Regions from separate parts of the Mus musculus genome. Here region 1 is linked to region 2. The links are chromatin contacts, called in public ChIA-PET maps. All regions are on one chromosome and are shown on one strand. Each heading gives the region's core, a stretch centred on a gene start, on an enhancer-like site or on the middle of the called end of the contact. The rest is flanking DNA. Distances are from core to core; before and after follow the strand shown.

Region 1 (3,383 bases), core at 696-3,195, 510 kb before region 2:
ATTGCCATTTGTGTGAGACAAGACTCAAATTTAGACCAATGGAGAAAGAGTTAACTGAGTGTTGGCCCATCTGTTGATCTACTTAGCTGTGTATTAGAAATATTGCTGACAATAACCACAGAATGGAGACACATCAAATCGTTTGGTGAAGTTAACACTGACTCATGGGCCAAAGATAGTTCAAAGACTGTATTTGTCTACGTCTTTGAATTTTTTATACTAAGCAAGTCTTGCTTTTATGAACTGAAAAACAATCAGACTTAGGAATGACATGAACTGCTTCAGAGGAGAGCATGCAAGGTTTGGTCTAGAAAGACCCAGAACAGTGTTGTTCTGAGTCTCTGTCACCTGTTGGGCGATGTTGGTCTTCTGCAGTATGCATTCTTATATCTCTTAAACAGCGCAGGTATTTACAGGGGTGCAGTGAAGACTGGAATTTAACGTTTCTCATGCATAACTCAAGCTCATTTTCATCACCCACAATCCATCTAAATGGTACCCAGCAATGTGATAGAAGACCCGAGTAAATTCTTGTTCAGCTTCATTAACTCCATGAGAAAGCCTCTATGTGTATCCCCCACCTGGTGTGGGTCAAGTCAATAGAAGGCTGCCCAGCCTTTTGAACAAAGATATGCTCCCGTGTGCACTCTTGGGATTCTCCCATGCATCTGTTAGAAAGGATGGGGAGTATAAGTCTGCCAAAAACCTCACCATCTACAGTACCAACCTGAGTTACTCAGAAAAAAATTTAAAGTGGATAGTGTTTGTAAGCTCACCCCCACCTGGAGTCCCCCGGGGGCACTGAGTTGGAGAAGTGGGGCTGAGCTGTAAGAGCAAGACTGAGAATCATGGCAGCCCCTCTGACTGCATACCACACAGCGACTCCCCAGGATGCAAAGGCAGCAACCAAACAGCACAAATTGGAAAGAGGAAAAAAAGTGTGAAATCTGCTCTGGGCCATCAGAGGAGGCTGATGTAATCCGGGTTGACTCCAGGGACAGTAATGGTGCCAGCTATGGAGGCCACATGGCTTCTAATGAGGCCAGGCCCAGTTGCAGCTCAGAAGAGTGGGTGAGCAAGCCAAATCTCACCCAAGGACAGAAGCAGCCCTGACAGCTGGTGAGTGAATTAACTTCAGGCAAACCAAGTGGACCCAGGTGGTGGGACATTTCGAATCTTTCCCTTCTGGTGGAAACAGAACAAAACATTGCATGGAACACAGCCACCATGGCCTTTTTTAAAATTTTTCCTTTGATTTCTTCTGACAGATTTCTTGGAGGAGGGGGCAAATAAGAGGGAATAGCTCTAAGACCCACCCGGACAGACATCAGTGACATGGCAGTGCTAAAGGTTGCTTAGAAAGGGCTATTTGAGAGATGGAGCATCCCTACTGAGTGAGATCAAGGCAGTGTCCAACATGGTTGAAGGACACCTTGTCAGATGACTTAACTCTTGAGGAGAAGGACCGCCATGGATGGTAATCAGTGCTCCTAAATTGCTGACCCCAGGCATTTGCACAGACGACTTTTTTCCCCTCCATTTTCATAACTAAATGGCTGTCTTCCCTCCCTGAGCTTCTCACCCTAGAAGTGCCCTGCAGGGGCTGCCATTCTTAAGTTGGGTAGACACCTACTTCCTACAGAATTCAGCCAATAGGCTGAGCCTGGTAGTTTGAAAGCCATCCTGCCACCTGGTGGTTGTATCCCTAAATTGCAAGGGCAGGTCTCTAAAGACGTGAATTTATAAAATAAAAAACATTAAACCATTTTGACAAATGTCAGAGAGACATGAGCATTTCAAAAGGATGGGCAAAATAAAAAATAAGCATATGTTGTGAAAGAAAATAGCCTCACTGATGAGAAAGAGACCAAATCAAACGTGAGTGGGCAGACAGGAAACACAGAAAGCGAACACAGCACTGGGTGTGGGCAAGAGACACCCAGCCCCCCTGATTCTGGTTATTCCAGGAAGATCTGTCACATTGCCGAGGCTGAGGTTAGCATGGTTCCTACACAGCCTGAGGAGGCAAAAGGTTATGACAGCATTTTGGGCCTCTGCATGATAGATAGTACAGAGACCTCTTTATTAGAATGTCAGTACGCCTAGTTTCCTTTTATTTCTTTATCTCACATTTATTTGTTTATCTTTTTTTTCTGTCACCAGTTGTGCCCTGTGTTTAGATCACAGACTGCACATGCAAGTCAAAGTCACCAGGGAGAGGCAAAAGAAAACTAAGTGAGAAAATGCCCAGAGAATCCAGAGCAGCAACAGAGCAAGCCTAAGCTTCGATGAGAACAGGGATAGCCCAGCTCACTTCCAGGGCAGGTCTCACAGGAAGCAGCATCTTACCAACAGTGTCTTGATGGCGGCAAGGGGAGGGGAGGAATAACAGGATGGAACAGGAACATGGTGAGAAAGTGGGATGAGACATCGATTGTTAAAGCAGAGAGAATATAAAATAAAGGGAGTTAGAGCAGGGCAAACAGCAAAATAGAGTGGTGTACGCTTTTAGTGCCTGCATTTGTCAGGCAGAGGCAGGAGAAACTCTGAGTTTGACGAAAGCTTGGTGTCCATCACAAGTTTCAGAATGGGAAGAGTAAGCACTTAAAACTCCAGACTCCGGAAGGGGAGGCAAGTAGGCTGACCACTGGAGGTCACTGGTCGGCCATCCTAGTCTACTTGGCAGGCTGTGAGAGACCCTGTCCCAAAACAGTCAGGGGTCAGGAATTAGAGGACACTTGATAAAGGACACAACTCACTCACATGAAAACACATGCACACGTACACACATGAGAAGGGGTCCATCCTTGAAAATGCCAGAAAGAAAATATTTCACGTAGAGAGGGGGCTGAGGCCTGCAAAGGCTCACAGTAACCAAAGGACACAGGGACTTTGAAGTTCACCCTGACAAATCTGGAATCTCACTGGAGAATTTTAAACAAGAGAGCATCAGCTACCTGGAACACACAGATAACGACTGTAAAGATCACTCCTGGGGCCCTGAGAATTTCAGAGGCTCTGACTGTAAAACCCAGAGAGGCCTTCTGAAAAGCCACTGTGGCTCTTCAGGAGGAAGGCATCTCCAGAGCTCTTCAATGCCAGGCATCTACCATTGGTTTGGGGCATTTAGCTAACATATGCAGGTCATGTGAGGGGTTCCCATGGTACACACAAATGCTGGTGAAAACCTGAAGTTGACTTTCTGACTTCCTGGTGACCATTTTAGCACCATCACAATGAAAAGACACAATGCAATCCATTTGGGGATAATCACTATAGAGTGTTTTAATCCCCTAGGCATGAGGTCTGTGGTTGCCCATCACAGATTTCAACTCCTATTTTTTTCTCTTATCTCTGTTCTCCCTCCCACTTCTCAGCTTCAA
Region 2 (3,288 bases), core at 31-2,530:
CAGGTAGGGTACTGTCAGTTTAGACAGTGGGGACTTTGGCTGAGGCGCAAGTGTCACTGGTCAGATGCTGCAGATTCGAATGGAGAGACACCCTCTGCCATCCTCAGTCCTATAGGGACATCTTCCTGACAGTATCTCAGCTGCCTCTTCCCAACTCCCATCACTTCGCCCAAGGCATTAGTCATAGCTCAAAGGCCAGAGAACAGATGAAAAAGATGAAAGAAACCTCTCTGGGGAGAACTCTCTGCCATAACTCCCCACATAGACCTGGGGTGTATCTCTGAGTCCCTTAGGTCCAGCCTGGTTTTTACAAGCTCCCCCCACTGAGCGGCACCTGTGAACACTCACAGCCCCCTGTAGCCTCTGTTTAGTGGTGGGAACGGTGTTGATCAAAGCAGAGGCCTTCTCCTCTTGATCTTATTCACTGGTGTCAGGAGCAGGAGAGACCCAGAGAACTGATAACTACTTAACTGTGCCAGGCAGAAACCACCACGAAGGTGCCAACTAGGGAAATGAGGGTAGGGTTGGGAAGGACCTCTCTAAGAAAAATGTCTCAGAAATACACATATAAGGTGGTGACATATTAGCATATTAGACCAAAGTCAGGGTCAAACAGTGGATGTAGATGGAAGAGTAGCCGAGAGCCGGTGTGGCTACAAAGAGAAGTAAAGCGTGCAACAAACAGGGATTCTGACCACAGCTCATACTTCAGGCTGCTCTGAGTCAGCTTGTGTGCTTCTAAGCCTGGGGTTCCTGAACACTGCCCCACTGTACTCAACAATCTCCATAGCCCTCAATATGGAGACACAAGATCCCTAGATACTCCTCTATGTCCTATGACTTCAGATCCCATGGGTCAGAAGTAACAAAGCAGACTGGGCCAACCTCTTCCACTTGAAGCCATACTTCCTCAAAGGGTTCACAGCCCATGTAAAGCTGGATAAAGGAAACCCTCTCTTTCTCTCATAGCCCACAATGGGACTTGAAGAAAAAAAAGGCCACTTTCTATCATGGGAAGAAGAGTCCAGCACCACTGTGTCTTCTCCTCTCCCCAGGCTCCTTCGCATAGAGCCTGAGGATGGGTGTGGTAGGTAGCAGGTGGGATTGGGTTTGTGGACGGTATTCAACCTCAATTTCTAGAACTCCGTTGAAAGTATGGGCGTACTTCATACTTTGAGTGTTCAGCCATGGCTCCTGGTTGTAGAAGAAAGGCTCTCCTCCTGCTCTGACTCCAAATGAAACCTGCACGTGTTCTGAGGTAGACTTGTTAACAACCTTGGTAAAATGTAGCTTCCAGGAAGCCACCGCATCCTCTCAAAGAACAGAGCTTGGGCCTAGGGTTTGTGTAATTCTCAATTTGGCTGCCGCCATAACCAGGTCTCCTTATGGGTCCTATATTTATTTACTCTTCCCAGGTGCCTGGTATGAGACATATTGGCATGTTCTTTGAAAGATGGGCCTTGGGCATGGGGGTCAGAGGTCATCAATGACAAAGCAGACAGGGCCACACTCTTCCACTTGAAGCAGCACTTCCTCCAAGGGTCCATGGCATGTAGAATGAGTCCTGGAAGTGGAGAATGAATCAGGTTTTCCACAATCAGCTTCACCAGTTACTCCATGTAGGCCGTCAGAGGGGTGACAGGTGCCACTATCAAAATATGTCATTATGAGCATCATAACATTGAGCTGACAGTGGACATGCAAGGTTTGTATCAAAATCTGGGAGGATTTTTTATAGAATGATCAAAAATTCATGCACTTCTGTTGAGACCCCATTTCTCATATGTGGTTAGAAGGCATGTCATTTGGGGCATCCCAAAACTTCTCTGAGTGGGCTTTGGAGCAGGGAGCTCCAATCTATAAATCATTGCCTGTTGGGCACTTACCTTTGCAAACACTACACCAGGCTCTCAAGGCCAGCGATGGCTCTGGAAGCCCTGGATGACATGAAATCTGTCCTTCTGAGGGTTTCTCTGAGTGGGACCCAACCTGAGTCTGGAAAGTCTTGCTAAGGAAAATGACAGGGTTCATAAGATCTGACATTGCATGTTGTCTGTATGTCAGGCACTCATTCAAAGACAAACAATAGTGCATTGTTCCCTTGCCCTTCTGACAAGATGCAGATAAGGAAACTGAGGCACAGACCCGAACAGAAGACAGTGACAAAGTGGAGTTATGCACCTGTCTGAACTCCTCCCAGCCTCTAGAGATGATCCTCCCCTCCCTCCTCCCTCCAGACAGGCATGAGAAATGTAACATAATATCTAGAAATCAGAATCTCTCAAGTATTCACTTGTGGTTCAGTTTTACTCCATCTGTCTTACTGCACCACTTCTTTGGGGAGTGCCACACAAGGGCAGGGACCGTGCAGTCACACAAAACAAATAGCCCACGTTTGCAAGAGCCAAAAATTGCTTTGCCTAGTAAAGCGTGACTTTAATAAGCGTTAGATGTTGCAGTCACATAATTTACAGTGGGCTTTTTTCTAATAGTGCCATTTTGAACAGCTGAAGCCCTGGCAAAATGTCTAAGACGTAATTTCCGTTGGAGAAACGGCTTTCTTTTCTGCAAATGGTCTCTAAGTGAGAAAATTATTTGAATCAATTATTTGACACTGGACACAAAGTGCTGGCCTATAAAATGGATTTTTAGAAGGAAGAGGGTTGGAGGGGGGAACAAACTATGAGAAGTGACTGATGAAAGAATCTCTTGGTCCCAGCAATAAAGTCACCCCACATGTTCTATGTTCCCCAGTGTGTGCTCCCCAACTTGCTTTAGTTTAGCCACCAAGCCCAAGTCTCTAGCAGATGTTGTTTACCCATTGTCCTAGTTAAGGTTGTGATGAAACACTGTGACAAAAACAACTTGAGGAGTAAAGGGATCATGTTATATACACTTTCAACTCACTGATCATAATGGAAAGAAGTCAGGACAGGAACTCAAACAGGGCAGGAACCTGGAGGCAGGAGCTAATGCAGAGGCCATAAAAGAGTACTGCTTACTGGCTTGCTCCCCATGAATTGCTCAGCCTGCTTTCTTATAGAACCCAGAACCGCCAACCCAGGGATGGCCCCGCCCATAATGGTCTGGGTCCCATCAATCACTAGTTGAGGAAATGCTCTACAGCCAGAGTGTATGGATGCATTTCCTCCTTTCAGATGACTCTAGCTTGTGTCACATTGAAAGAAAACTCACCAGCACACCCATAGAGGCAATGCCATCGGTAATGGAAGAGAACATAGGCATTGCTTTACAAATGTAATCATGTGAACAGCTGTAGACTGAGGC

The links. ChIA-PET counts read pairs in DNA pulled down with a chosen protein or histone mark.
Region 1: a contact with region 2 is called in an RNA polymerase II ChIA-PET map of memory CD8 T cells, with 7 read pairs. The contact joins two enhancer-like sites.

Annotation. Positions count from the first base shown.
Region 1 is chr12:25,862,878-25,866,260 of GRCm38.p6, reverse strand. No RefSeq gene overlaps it. Among named protein-coding and RNA genes, the nearest start is that of Gm29835, 110 kb to the left of the region's middle. Within about 2 kb of position 1,945, at least 27 of the 459 cell types and tissues checked have an H3K27ac peak or open chromatin away from gene starts, as enhancers often do. A contact at or near this core is called in memory CD8 T cells, where this site is marked.
Region 2 is chr12:25,348,898-25,352,185 of GRCm38.p6, reverse strand. No RefSeq gene overlaps it. Among named protein-coding and RNA genes, the nearest start is that of Gm36723, 5.4 kb to the left of the region's middle. Within about 2 kb of position 1,280, at least 10 of the 459 cell types and tissues checked have an H3K27ac peak or open chromatin away from gene starts, as enhancers often do. A contact at or near this core is called in memory CD8 T cells, where this site is marked.